Linked DNA regions of Sus scrofa: regions 1, 2 and 4 are each linked to region 3. Evidence: chromatin contacts called from public Hi-C data. All regions are on one chromosome and are shown on one strand. Each heading gives the region's core, a stretch centred on a gene start, on an enhancer-like site or on the middle of the called end of the contact. The rest is flanking DNA. Distances are from core to core; before and after follow the strand shown.

The links. Hi-C and Micro-C count contacts between places; a contact is called where the count stands out from the background.
Region 1: a contact with region 3 is called in a Hi-C map of heart right ventricle, with 4 times the contacts expected there. The contact joins the enhancer-like site here to the promoter of TBX18 in region 3. A contact is called at or near these places in 4 of 47 Hi-C or Micro-C datasets (embryonic fibroblasts, fetal heart ventricle, heart right ventricle and 1 more) and 1 of 2 datasets of contacts at active chromatin or transcription factors (skeletal muscle).
Region 2: a Hi-C map of fetal skeletal muscle shows a contact between it and region 3, with 2.3 times the contacts expected there. The contact joins the promoter of CEP162 here to the promoter of TBX18 in region 3. A contact is called at or near these places in 2 of 47 Hi-C or Micro-C datasets (embryonic fibroblasts and fetal skeletal muscle) and 1 of 2 datasets of contacts at active chromatin or transcription factors (skeletal muscle).
Region 4: a contact with region 3 is called in a Hi-C map of fetal skeletal muscle, with 1.6 times the contacts expected there. The contact joins the enhancer-like site here to the promoter of TBX18 in region 3. A contact is called at or near these places in 5 of 47 Hi-C or Micro-C datasets (embryonic fibroblasts, fetal skeletal muscle, fibroblasts and 2 more) and 1 of 2 datasets of contacts at active chromatin or transcription factors (skeletal muscle).

Annotation. Positions count from the first base shown.
Region 1 is chr1:53,574,480-53,577,629 of Sscrofa11.1, forward strand. No RefSeq gene overlaps it. Among named protein-coding and RNA genes, the nearest start is that of CEP162, 130 kb to the left of the region's middle. Within about 2 kb of position 1,467, at least 6 of the 83 cell types and tissues checked have an H3K27ac peak or open chromatin away from gene starts, as enhancers often do.
Region 2 is chr1:53,440,958-53,444,279 of Sscrofa11.1, forward strand. CEP162 (centrosomal protein of 162 kDa) reads right to left here and starts at 1,502. Exons shown (of 28, transcript XM_013992659.2): 1 at 1,190-1,502.
Region 3 is chr1:53,865,834-53,868,916 of Sscrofa11.1, forward strand. TBX18 (T-box transcription factor TBX18) reads right to left here and starts at 1,627. Exons shown (of 8, transcript XM_001926951.4): 1 at 916-1,627. The coding sequence starts at 1,222.
Region 4 is chr1:54,146,803-54,150,094 of Sscrofa11.1, forward strand. All of the region lies in intron 4 of LOC102157437 (a long non-coding RNA gene), which reads right to left. Among named protein-coding and RNA genes, the nearest start is that of NT5E, 250 kb to the right of the region's middle. Within about 2 kb of position 1,974, at least 2 of the 83 cell types and tissues checked have an H3K27ac peak or open chromatin away from gene starts, as enhancers often do. A contact at or near this core is called in fetal skeletal muscle, where this site is marked.

The sequences.
Region 1 (3,150 bases), core at 217-2,716, 290 kb before region 3:
TATTAAAGATTCTGCTTACTTTACAACGGTCTGTTAACAGCTCTAATGTCTTTAACATGTGCAGCCTATTGACTTTTAAGTAACATTTTATTGAAGTAACTGCCGCGCTTATTAGCCCGTAAGATTTACGCTTCATTTTCAGTCCTGGATCTGGAGGAGGGAGCAGCCTTCCCTTGACTGGTGGAGCCTTATGAGATAAGAGATAGTGTGAATGAGAACATCTGTGGTTCAATAGGGTCAAGAAGAGAAGCAGCTCACTGCCTAGGATTTGGAGTGTGCTAAGGGTCACAAAGAAACAATCACATCTTCATTAGTGGAATATTTGGAGAAAAAAAAATTTGCAGATGTGGCCAGTGTGAATGGCTCATGTCATGGTTGTACCATTTTATGTGTCAGGTGGATAGTTAATTTCAATGAGAGCAAAATTTCACATAAATGAGCATACAGGGAACCACCCGGACTGATACCTGAATGTTCCATGCTGCGTTTACTTAGGCATTTTGGAAAAATTTGCTTTTTACCACTGCTGTTCCTTCTTGGAAACACAAAGAATTATGCCACTAAGTGTATAGATCCTTGAGCACAAAAGAGTCAACATACAAATCTGTAAAAATCTACAAAAACATCACAGGAAGGAAAGTTGGCATTCACTTGATCCCAGGATTTGAGGGATCTGGAGGATATAAAGGAAAGCTTTAGTGCACTTAAAATAAGTTTTGATTTTATATTGAATACATTAGACATGTTTGTAAATAGCCGAATATCTGCATAGTTTTTCTTTCATTTTTATGCCAAGGAAAAAGTTATGTACAAATGTGAGTTTATTTAATAAAAGAGAAGCTTTCCACATAACTGCACATTAGTGCGCTCCTGATGGGGTGACAATGAAATCTTCAAATAGCTCTACCAAAGAAAACAGAATGAAGAGAGCAAAAACCAGTTCATAAGAGTAGGCATAAGTAGGACTTACACAATGATCTGAAGTTTTATGGCCTATGGAAAACTCCACGTTTCTCATCTCAGTTTTCAAGCTGTGGCTCAGAAATCAGCAGAAGGACAAGGCATGGTTTTCTCATAACTTCCAGACCAGAGATAAGGCATTCTTGAACATTTATGGTAAAAACTGAAAGGCTGATAAGAACCCTCTGCTAACACTGGGCCAGTCCTCGTTCTTCCGCTTTGAGACATCTGTCTCTTCCTTTTTGAGAAATCCCATCACCCTTGCGTGAACTGATGGAGAGGAACCGTCTGTCATAGCCGCAGGGCTTAAATTACCAGCTTTTCAGGTCTGCAGAGACTTTCAGAACTGTACTAATATATTCACAACAGGAGGAAAGTGCCAACAGAAACAGATCCTGAATTGGTTCCCAAACAGGATGACAAAAATGTCCACCCGGACCACACACAATCCAGCCGCATTGCACGGGGCCCCCGCAACATACCCTTGTTTTGCTTTGCCCACCTATCAGCAGCCCCGAGCGCTTCACGTGAGGACTGGATGGCTCCTGCCGCTTAATTAAATTTTGCACTTAGCTCAGCGACTCAGAATCTGTGTTGTTAAAAAGTATATATTTCTTCCAAACCGATCCGTTTTCAAGGGATGTTTCTTTTAAGAAAAAATAAGGGGGGAGGGGGGAGCAGAGGCAATGTGCAAGTAAAAGAATTACTTTTTTTATGTTCTGAAATTGCCCACTGGTGTGTCTCTCTCTGTGCACAATTTGCATATTCATCTTAAAATGTTTTATTTTAGAGAAGTTTTTAAAAATTTTTAAAAATTGTAGTATAGTTGATTTACAATGTTTTGTTAGTTTCTGGTGTACGGCAAAGTGATTCAGAGAGATAAATACATAATTTTTCACATTCTTTTCCATTATAGTTTATCACAGGATTTTGAATATAGTCCTCTGTGGTAGGCAGTAGGGCCTTGTTTTATCTATTTTATACGTAGTAATGTATATTAGAGCAGTTTTTTTAAAAAAGAAATATATGTGCACATTATTTAAAAGATAACAAAGCACTCAAGTAAGACTAAAGCAAGACCTCTTTATTGCAAAAGCCTGGGAAATCAATGCAAATTTAATAAAATAAAATTCTAGTCTGCTGTTTCCTGGAAATAGAATCTTTTAAAGAAATTGTGAAACCGGGGCTGGCATCAGCTGGGAGGATCTTTTATACTTAGATCATATACGCTGAGAACTCTTGATCCTAACCAGAGCAAGCAAGGCAAAGTGCCACCTAAGATGAATGCAAACCTGAATCTAGCTGCCTTGCCCCAAATCTAAGCATCATAGGCACAAAAATGAAATGCTACGTACTTGAAAGCATCTGTGATGTCTTATTTAGCTTCTGATTGTAAATACACCCCAGGTGAAAACAATTGATATAAGGGTGCGCAAGATTGGTGATTATAAATTCCAAACATTTCAGAACCTTTATGAGTTTTTTCAACCCCGCTTAATGCTTTAGTCCCAACACCTTTAATAAAATCAAGGTGACAGACCATGAAAACATTTACTTGAGAACTACAAGCAAATCTGATACTATTGTTGAAAGATGCCTGGGGGCACGTGGACCAGCGCACAGCAGAAGAGAAGGCGGCAGAGCTGATAGAGGTGTGTGGTAAGGCAGGGGACCTCAGGATTCTGCAGAAAGGCTGCGGGGCTTTGAAATTTTAAACGGGCTAAAAGAGAAGATGCAGGAGAGCCAATCCTAGGCAGATCACAGGAAAGAGAGTGTTATCCAAAGGCAAATTTATTCTCTCATAAAAATTGGATTTTTTCCCCCCTGATTTTGAGTAAAATGTGGTTTCATAAATTAATGCCTGTGCCACATGAAGGAGGCTGAAACGTGACCGTGAAATTTTTTTCACACCGGAGTTCACAACTCACGCTTCATCCACCATCAAGCCCAGACCTCGAAAATGCAAACAGGCATTTCACAGCTAACTAAAACATTGATTGTTAAATAACATAACCTTTCAGACTTCCAAACAGTGTTATTTCGTAAAACAAGGAGTAGTTTTGTAACTCCCTGGATGGGAATAGAGAAGTAATAAGATCTAGATCATTTCAGGCATCTGAGAATTTCTGTTTAGCAATCCTAGTGTTATCTAAGGAAAGTGTAGGTTGTAACCTATATCCATCATCGTGT
Region 2 (3,322 bases), core at 252-2,751, 430 kb before region 3:
CAGACATTTCTCTAGCATATATACACAGATATTGATTAAGAAGCTGTACAGTGATTTCCAGTTCATTAATAAAACGACGTGGAAAATCAGCTTTCACAGTTTGCCTTGTACTTAGGATTCAAACCTACATTTTCATTCTTAACAACCAATTGTTAGAATAGCCTCCAAAACATTAAATCTTTGCACATTAGTGTGTCTGTTAAAAAGTGTAAATTAACAAGTCCCAAAGACCTGCTTCTCTTTTGCAAAGCCCAGGACAGAGTTTGTGCTGCCTTACCATTCAGCTAGCTATCAATTCATACTAAAAGTTGTAAAACAGACTGTTTGCTTATATGGGGACGTTTCCAGATACATATTTCTGGATTGACTTATTAAGATTTCGAATCTACCTAGAGTTCCGCTGTGGCACAGGGAGGTAAAGATCCAGTTTTGTCTCTGCAGCGGGTAAGGGTAAGGGTGGCTGCTGAGGAGTGGGTTCCATTACCCACCCACCGCGCCCCTCCCCCACTTACCCCTCCCGCCCCCACCTTACCCCTCCCGCCCCCAGCACAGTGAGTTAAGGATCCGAAGTTGCCCCAGCTGCAGCTGAGATTCCATTCCTGGCAGGGAACTTACATATGCCGCAGGTGCGGCCCCCCCCCCCAAAAAAAGGTAGATTGACTCCACATAAAACAAAGCTAAAGGAGTATTCAAATTAAAACAAGTTATGTTATTTTGAGGAAGGGAAAGTCAATTAAACTATGAAACGGTGACTTGCAACGCTAACTCCCCCGTCTCCCTAAAGACTCAAACTTCGGATCTGCGCCAGCTTCTGGGTTGTAACTCCTAGAGGCAGCTAAAATTCGGCTTCCTTTGGCAGAGGCGGTCTACGTAGACCTGGACAATACTTTGCCCAACCTGCACAATAACAGCCCCTCCCTCTAATTTGCATTTCTGTTCAGTTCAGAGTGGAGCTGGTTAAGGTCTTGGCCCCAGATTCTGGGTTAAAGGCGGATCCCACCCAAAGGGGCCCCGGCCCCGGCCCCGGGAAGCGCGGGTTCCAGAGTCAGCGGGAAGACAAAGACGCACCTGCAAGGGAGCCAGGGCGGAGAAGGGGAGTGACCCGAAACTAAAACCCTGAGAAGCAGGTCTGAGCACAGTCTTGGCCCTACTCAGCCGAGCTGGAAGGTAGCATTCACGCCTCACCTACCTTCGCCTCTGAATTCCGCGCTTTTCCGGAGGTCGACCGGGGCCCAGCAGTTGCCGGGGTAACAGACTTCAGCCGCCAGGTTTCAGGGTCACATGACCCAAACGTGTCACGTGGCTTGCGGCGCCAACTGAGAGCTGTTAGTGTGTTTTCCTCTGGGCCAGCGCAGGTTGGAGTGGCCGTGGCTCGGCCGAATAATCTGGCGGGTTAGGAGTCGTCGCTGCTGCAGCGCTAGAGACTCCTGGGCCCTCTCTGCGCTCCTTGGTTAGTGGATGCACGACGGGGTCACGAGAGCCGGAACAGGCGTGATGAGTGTGGCTGACCCACCCGTAGCTTCCTGGGAAATGTAGTTTAACTCCCTTGGTCCTTGTAGTTCCGCATTTCTCATCACTTCTCTTCCCCTCTTCCTAATCTTCCCCTCTCCTGTAGTTTCAGCTTTCTGCTCTCCAAGCGAAAGCCTAGAAAAAATTTAACTTATTGAGTGATTTCCTTTGCGTGCAAAGCTCTGTGTGGGCGTTGGGACACTCTAAGCTTTGCGGAAGAACTCTGTTGTCAGCCTAGGGACTCTGTTCCACCATCTAGTGGACAAGACTTGGAAAATACACAGAAACACCTTAAGCCCACAAACCCCCAAGCCCTAACCCATATTGGAGCATTTCTGTCGTTTCCCACTACCCCTCCAACCCCCACCTCCACCTCCATTCTATAGTGGCCTCTTACAATTACTTTCTTGAATTTTTTATTTTTGCTATTTCTTCCTCTGAAAAAATAAAAATAAAAACACAACATCCGTTAGAGTTTGACAGGACCCCATTTAGGATATTTAAAGTAAAATGGATAGCAGCTGAAAGTATTGACTAAAAAAAATATGTACACCTGAAAGTTGAGAGTTTCGTTTTATTTGGTGGACAAAACTGAGGACTTAATCCCAGGAGGCAGCATCTCAAGTAACCCTGGGAAAACTGCTCCAAGTGTTGGGGAAACTCAGCCACTGTCCATTGGTGCCTAATAAAAGCAGGGGGAGACAGAGATTGGGGTGAAGGAGGACAAAAAAAAAAGCTTTTATTGCTTTGCCAGGCAAAGGAGGCCATAGCAGGCTAATGCCTTAAAGATTGTGCCCTCCCTTGAAGAACAGTTGCGGCCGTTTAATAGTCTAAACAGAGAGAAACAAAATTTCAGGGAAGAATCAGGGTTGGGCAAAGATGCATTCTTGTTTCTTTGAGGGAATCGTCAAAGCTAGTGTCAGGAGAGCTCAGAATGATCCTGGTGGTGGTCTTCTAGGTTATAGCATCTTGATTTTCTCTAGAATAGCAATGCTCATGAAAAGGGTTATACTGATGAGCAACTAGAACAAACTAGAGAAGTTCCTGAAAAACATCAGATGCTAGAATCTTAGCTCAGAGGTGACTGTATTCAGGGTGCCTAATCAAGTGAGGGAGAAGCACAAGGAAAGGGCTCCAAACTTCAGTTTTAAGCTGTTCATTACCTAAAGGAGCATGAGGAATATAAACTTTTCTTTCAGGTGTACAAGATGCCTACATCTTAGGTGTGTTCTTTGAGGGGGAACCAGGACCCTGCCCCAAGTTTGCAGTATAGTTGCTTGAGAGTTCCTCCATTGTCTTTTCATCCCCTCCCTTCCCTGATTAGCAACTGTTTGAACTTCTTGGGACTCAGGGAAGGGCCTGGAGGCTGAATGAGACCCATTTCCTAAAAATAAGAAATAGAGGACACAGAAAGGCTTTTGTGCCCAGGAGCCCCACAGGGCCATGCTTGGTTTCACAAGGAGGTGAGGTGAGGAGCTGGGATTTATAAGAGTTTTGCAATAAAGGGCAGATAGTAGGAACAAAAGATTACTGCTAATAACAGAAAACAGCTATCTTAAGGAATTTAGCATTTTTCTATGTATGCGAAGATGTAAGTTCTGGGTTCACTGAAATCATTCCTTTGATATGCACCACAGCTATCTTGGGCCAATATCCTGTGTTTTCACAGCCTGAGTTTCCTCAGGGCTCACCCTTGGGAGTGGCTGCAGTCTGATGGCTGCTAGATGGCAGGTATTCTTTGTTTCTTTCCTGAGTTCCCTCAGGGCTCCCCAGCTCACCCTTGGAGGTAGCTGCACTCGACAAGACCTTGACG
Region 3 (3,083 bases), core at 377-2,876:
ACGGCCGGCCCCCAAATAAGTTTTGTGCCACGGCTAGAGTCTGGGATGCTTTCCCAACTGAGCCAGAGATGAGTTCCCAAGTCCGGATCCCCAGTGCAGGCCTGGAGAGCGCGAAGCAAAAGCTCCTTGCTCCCGGGCCCCAGGCCCCTGGTCCCAAGCGCCCGGGCCTCCCTTAGCAATAGGCATCCAAAGCGCCTTGTTTTGGGCCCGGCGGGAGGCATCCTCTAGAAAGCTCTTCAGACACTGCTCCTGGCAGACTTTCCAGCCTTCCTGAGCTTCTCAGCCTTGGGAAAAGAAGAGCGCGAAAAACAAGCCCACGATCTCTGTCCGCCTGGGCAGCGGGAATCCAGAGCGGAAGGGAAGGGAAGCGATCAGCTACCCCTCGGGAAACCACGTTTGCAAATAACGCTGTCTTCTTCCCGGTTTGCCTAAACGGTTTAGGAATTCGTTTCGGTTTGCGGTAGGAGGAGGTGTTATGCCTTAGCTCCCCCCACTCCCAGGCTTTTAATGGTTAGGAAAGAAAAAAAGAGCACCCGCGGGTTTGAAACCCCAGGGGAGGCAGATGCGGAAAGCCCAGATCTGTACCGCGGAGGGCCGCAAACTGCAGCCGCTGAGGGCGCGAGTCTCCAAGTGGGCAGCAGCCTGAGAAGCGAGGCTGAAAACAGCATTTTAACCGTTTGGAGGGTGACTCGAGTTGCCAGGCGAGAGCGGCCCAGGCAGCAGCGAGCTTTGCGCCCTGACACCCACCGGTAGTGCGTTAGTGGCTGAGTTGCCTCGGGTACGTAGGGACACCGAGCGCGCGCGCGCGCGCACGCCCACAACTCTCAGAAGTTCAGGTTCTCAGCCGCCGGGCTGGCTGGAGGGACTGGGAGGGTACGCGTGGGGAAGAAGTTAGGTGGGAAGGGGCCGACTCACCCGCGGTTCCGCGGGAGCCGCAGCTCCGCTCCAGTTCTGCGCAGCTCCGGGTGGGCCCGGACACCGCCCCCGCCGGCGGCTGGAGCGCAGTACCTTCATCCCCCTCAGAAGAGCCTTTTTCGCTCGCGCCGCCGCCACGGCTGCAGCCTCCGTCATCTAAGGCCCCAGCCACCTCTTCCGTGCCCAGCTTTCGTCGCTTCTTCTGAAGCTGTTGCTGCTTCTCCGCGCCGATCAATGCCTCCACGGAGAAGGCGTGCGCCTTAAGGCTTAGCATGCTGCATGGCGAACCCCTCCGCTTCTCGGCCATTCCCGCCGCCCGGCGCCCGCCGCTCGCTCATATACACACACACAGGCACACGCACACACTCGCTTTCCTTCCCCGACCAAAATCTGAACGACTCTCAGGGCCTCCCGCAGACCGAGATCTGCCCCCTGCCCCGCCGCGGGCAAAAACAAATTTGGCGTTTCCTCTTTCGCGCTGGTGCTGGGATCCGAGGAACCAGCAACGCGCCCTCCAAGTTTCCTTCCCTTGGTCTCTCGCGCGCGCTCCCTCACTGATGGACTCCTTCGCTCCCACCCCCTCCACCTCCTCCGGCTGCTCCAAGATCTGCCTCGACTGATGCGCCAGAGAGGACTAACATGGGTAAAAAACACTCTGCGGACACAAATTAGGGATTGTAATTGAAATTTGTTGCCTTGATCTGTCAGCACTTCCAGGCAGGAGAGCGGTGGGAAGAACTTGCTCATTAGTGTCAATAAAGGGGCGGAGGCGGAGTTCGGGCTTCTGTCAGTCACCGAGACGGCTCGCCAATCAGGAGGCGCCGACTCCGCTCAGCCCGCGCCCACTTCCTTACAAGGTCGCAAAAAACCTAAAGTGAAAAGCGCCGCCGTCTGGCTTGAAAGTACCAGCCCCGGCGCTGAACCCAGTCTCCCTGCCTCCCACAGCCCAGTCCTGCTCGGGAATCTCCAGCTTTCCTCACCGAGACCTGACGCTCCTGAAGGCCGAAGAAGAAGGCCGAAGCTTTCTTCAGCATTAAACCGAAATGATCCCCACGTTAGAATATCAAGAATCTTTCAAGACACCTGAAATTCCTTCCCACTCCACTATCACTTAATACCGCTACAACTCAGAATTTTCTGAGGAGTGGGGAGAACTCACAGCCAACAGGCCGTCTTTTCTCATGTACACGTTCCTGCATTTAGTAGGGTCCACTCTGCTCCGGGGCGTGGCATTAAACTTATTTATTTAAGTTTTACCCCGTAGATTTTTCTTGGGAAGGAAGAGAGAATTCAAGATATATTTAAATCCTTTACATTTAGGAGAACAAAATTTTACATTATTGCTTAGTCCTTTATATGAGATAGCCAGAAAAAGCACGCTCTTTCCGGAGCCTTCCATTTCTTTTAGCCCATCATAATAGTTAATTTAAAACTGGGATTTTCATTTTTATGTCTGTAATGATAAGGACTTAGTTTTAAGACCCCTAAAAACTTCACAAAGTGAAATAAGTTTTAAGATGCAATAAAATTTCCATTGCGCTTAAAAAAAAAAAGTCTCAGCAATTTAAAGTAACTTCGTACTTGTACTTTTCTTGACAATTTGCTACTTCTTTTCCCAGGCTTAAATGTAAAGAGCCAAAGTGTTTCTTTAAAACAACTATTTAAAAACGCTTTTTAATTGAATAATACTAAACATGCATTTACTTGTTCAGTTTGTTCTATAGTGTCAACTCGACTTTATGTCGGGATTAACAACAACAAAAAAAATAGGTGTGGTATGGATAGAGCAAATCTCTTGTAGAATAAAATAACACGACAAAGAATTGTTTCGTTTCTCTCCCTCGCTCAGTTCAACCTCCACGCTGTAGGATGCCCGTTATCTCCGACTTCGCTCTTAGCTTTCAGTACAATAATTCAGGCAGTAGCTTCGCCCTGCGATCCTTTTAACCGTAGCTCCCAAGGAACTCCCGGTTTCTCCACCGCACCCAGAAAATCAGGAACCTGAGAGGGCGGTGCTCAGAGGTATCCACGTACTGGCCATCCAGCGGACCCGGCAACCTCAGGGTCAAAAACAACTCCCTAGCAACCTGCCCTGGAGGCCCACTTTTAAAAGCTGGAGAAACAGACTCGACTGGGAGGAGTTGTTTAGCCTTTGTAAAAGAAGGCTG
Region 4 (3,292 bases), core at 724-3,223, 280 kb after region 3:
AGGGATTTTTCTGAAGGGACATGGAAATTGTTCTTCTGCGGCTTCCTCTGCTTAAAAGCCTTCTATAAACACTGAACCCAATACAGTCCAGCAGGGGAGATCACAGAAGCCCATACGTGCTCTGTGGGCATTGTGTTTTCTTCTGCCCAAAGAGACCATCTAGAGAACAAGAGGCTATAATCTGACACTTGATGGACATCAGGAACCACCACAGAAGGGCTATGGACTGTGGGTGGATTGAACTTGAGGCAAGTAGTACCATGAGAGTTGGAGAAAGGAGCCCAAACAGAGACAGAAAACAGAGGCCGAGAGACTGGTGAGTGGAATGAGAGATGAGACGATCAGGTAGATGGTTTCATCCACAGTCAAATATGAATTATATGTAGATTGCTATTCTCAGATTCTCTGCTGAAAATATGAAGATACAAAACAGGAAACCGGGTCATGTTTTTTTCCCCAAGTCCTCTTTTTCTTATACATTCCTCTATTCACAACAGGACAAAAACTATGCTTTATTGCTCCTATCAGTCCTCAGGATCCCAAAGTGCCCATGACAGGGACTTGGTCCTTGTCGAGTGAGTGAGTGAGTGAATAAGTGAAAGAAACCCATTCATTCAATATTGAAAGACTGAAAAAGAAGCAGACTTCTCTTACATGTCCAAGATGCATGGTAACTATGAAATCTTATTTTTATGTTTTTCACTAATGAAGGGGGAAAGGACCAGTAAATTAATCCCACTGAGAACAATTCAGATAAAACAATTCTTATTTTTCCTAAACAAGTATGACATAAAGATTATTATTTAAAATATTACTGATTATAAATAAAATAAGAAAAGCTACTTTTACTTCGGAAACAGTGGTTCATTCTCAATGTTTTTAAGAAATAAAGAAGACGATTTTAAATGGCAAACAACAACTCTTATTTTGATAAATTTACACTGAGACTACTATGTAAGAACATGAGTTTTAGTGGGCATTTATTTTAGATTTTTGAAATTAGCAGTAAATCAACACTTTAAAAATTCAGATGATGCCAAATTCCCATTTCCTTAAACTGGTCATATGCATATTATTTTTAAGTGAAATCTCTTTCAAAATTTTAGTACTAATTCTATAAATTCCTGATGATACACATGAGTACAAATATTATACTTGATCCTTAAAAGAAGCATAGCTGTAGCTGATATTTTATAATTTTGTAAGTCACACCTGTTAGGCAGGCAATTCTACTTAAGTGTGTTTTAACTTCCTTAATATGCTTAAGGGGCCTCTTTAAGAATTAGGCTTCCTCTTCTTTTAAACCAATTTTAAACGACTGAACAGTAGCAGGGGGATGTGGTACTGAAATCAAAGATTTTAATAAAATATGTGATTCGACAGTAACAAGATAGTTTGTGTTTTCAAAGTGAGTACAATTCCTTTATTTTCTTAGTTTCAAATCTTGCTTTAACAGGCAGTATTGCAGCCAACGAGGTTTATCCAAGAATTAATTATTGCTACTTAAAACAACCTTTTCAAACAAGTTTTAATAAATAAATTCCATTGTCAAAAGAGACGTATATATATTACAAAATTATATTTTATATAGCTAAAAAGACTATCATTTATGGTCAGGATGTCCAGTGATTTCTCATAAAATTTCTTTTGTCCTTAAGAAAAAAATATTGTATATTTTCTTCCTGAAGTTTCTAGAGAAAGCAAACAGTTGCTGAAATACATTACAGCACTTTACAACTTTAAAAAAACAAGAAAGGAAAATCATTTGAGCAGAATGATCATTTTAACTTGGAGAGCCAAGATCGAGCCACACATAAGCTACGTGGATACATCACACCCCCTGATCACTTGTGTGTGCCTTTCCACACAAATGCACATGGAAGTTTTAGCAACAGCCGCTGAACAAGTAAGAAGTCTGCAGGGCACTGCACACAGCTATAGCTGTGGGGAAACGCTTGTAACCCGACCACTGGCTCTCACAGATTCCCTTTATTTAAGGCTCTGGCTGGAGCTGAGGTGAGAGCTGAAACAAATAACAGCCAAGGTAGTGAACAGTTTCATCAAAACCCAGGGACAGTTTCTGTTGTGCAAGAAAAGGGGAGAATTAATCAAGGTAAGAAGCCACTTAGTAGCTTAATTATGAGTCTTTTAATGTCTTTTCATAATCAGTTAATAAATACCTTAACAATAAAATTGAATCTAAGCTTTTAATAGTCCATGTTGGCTAGAACCTAAACAAAGGAATTAGCAGCTCCAGGCTTTTGTGCCGTAACCGTTCACTGTTCGGTGCCAGGAGAAACAAAGCATTTCAAGCACTTTTTTTTTTTTTTTTTTTGGTGCCTCCCCATAATAAACGCTTGTAATATCCCCAATTTCTGGAGTGTAAGACGCAGATCTTATTTATCACAGTATGAGACACACCTGGCACGCGGATCAGGAAACAACTGTTTTACTTCATTTCTGTCATCACCTTCCAACAGATTTCTTTCACATTCCAATTTGGATGGGAGGACTTGACTTTCTCTCCATAAGTTCTCCATTAACAGTTTCACAGCAGAAGGCGCCATTGGTCCGTTTCCTCTCGCAGCAATTAATTACCCAGAGCGGCGTGTTTTGACTCGGCGGCAGCGGCCCCGGCCAGTCCCCAGCACTGACTCTCTGATCTGCCAGCAACGTCTTTATCATCAAGCCCCCTGGTCCCCAGACTGAGCAGTGAATTGTCAGAATTCCTAGGACCCGGAATGACGAACACGGTGTCAAGTCAGCAGCACAAATTACCAACTTCAACTCCCTTCAGTCACTTTTATTAATATGTGTTTGATGGGAGGGAGGCCTTTTTGAAGCTATGTCACTTTCGGGCGCTCGGCACATGAAAGACGCCTTTGCTTGTCTATGACCCATGGCTGGCGGATCGGACTGGGAGTCCTGAGCTCAGGGAGACCCGGGAACAACTAGGCACTAATAAACCTTGAAAAGCTTGAATTACACTGTAACCCACAAAAATTTTCAAATTAAAAAGGCATATTTAGAGGCCCCCCGTGGACAGTGATTTTATTTAGTTTAATTCCCTCTTGTGGCCAATTAGATAGACACCCTTGCACACAGGCACACACTCTGGGGGGAAAAACGGGGGAAAAAGTTTAACTTTGGTTTTGGGGGGGGGAGTGGCAGTATATCATTCCTCCATACAGAAATTATTTTCCCGGCTGTTGTTCTGTAAAGAACAGGGCTGTTAGAAATCAATGAAAGGGTATGCAAGATGGAGTTTTATTTGGATATGTTTTTTAAAGCA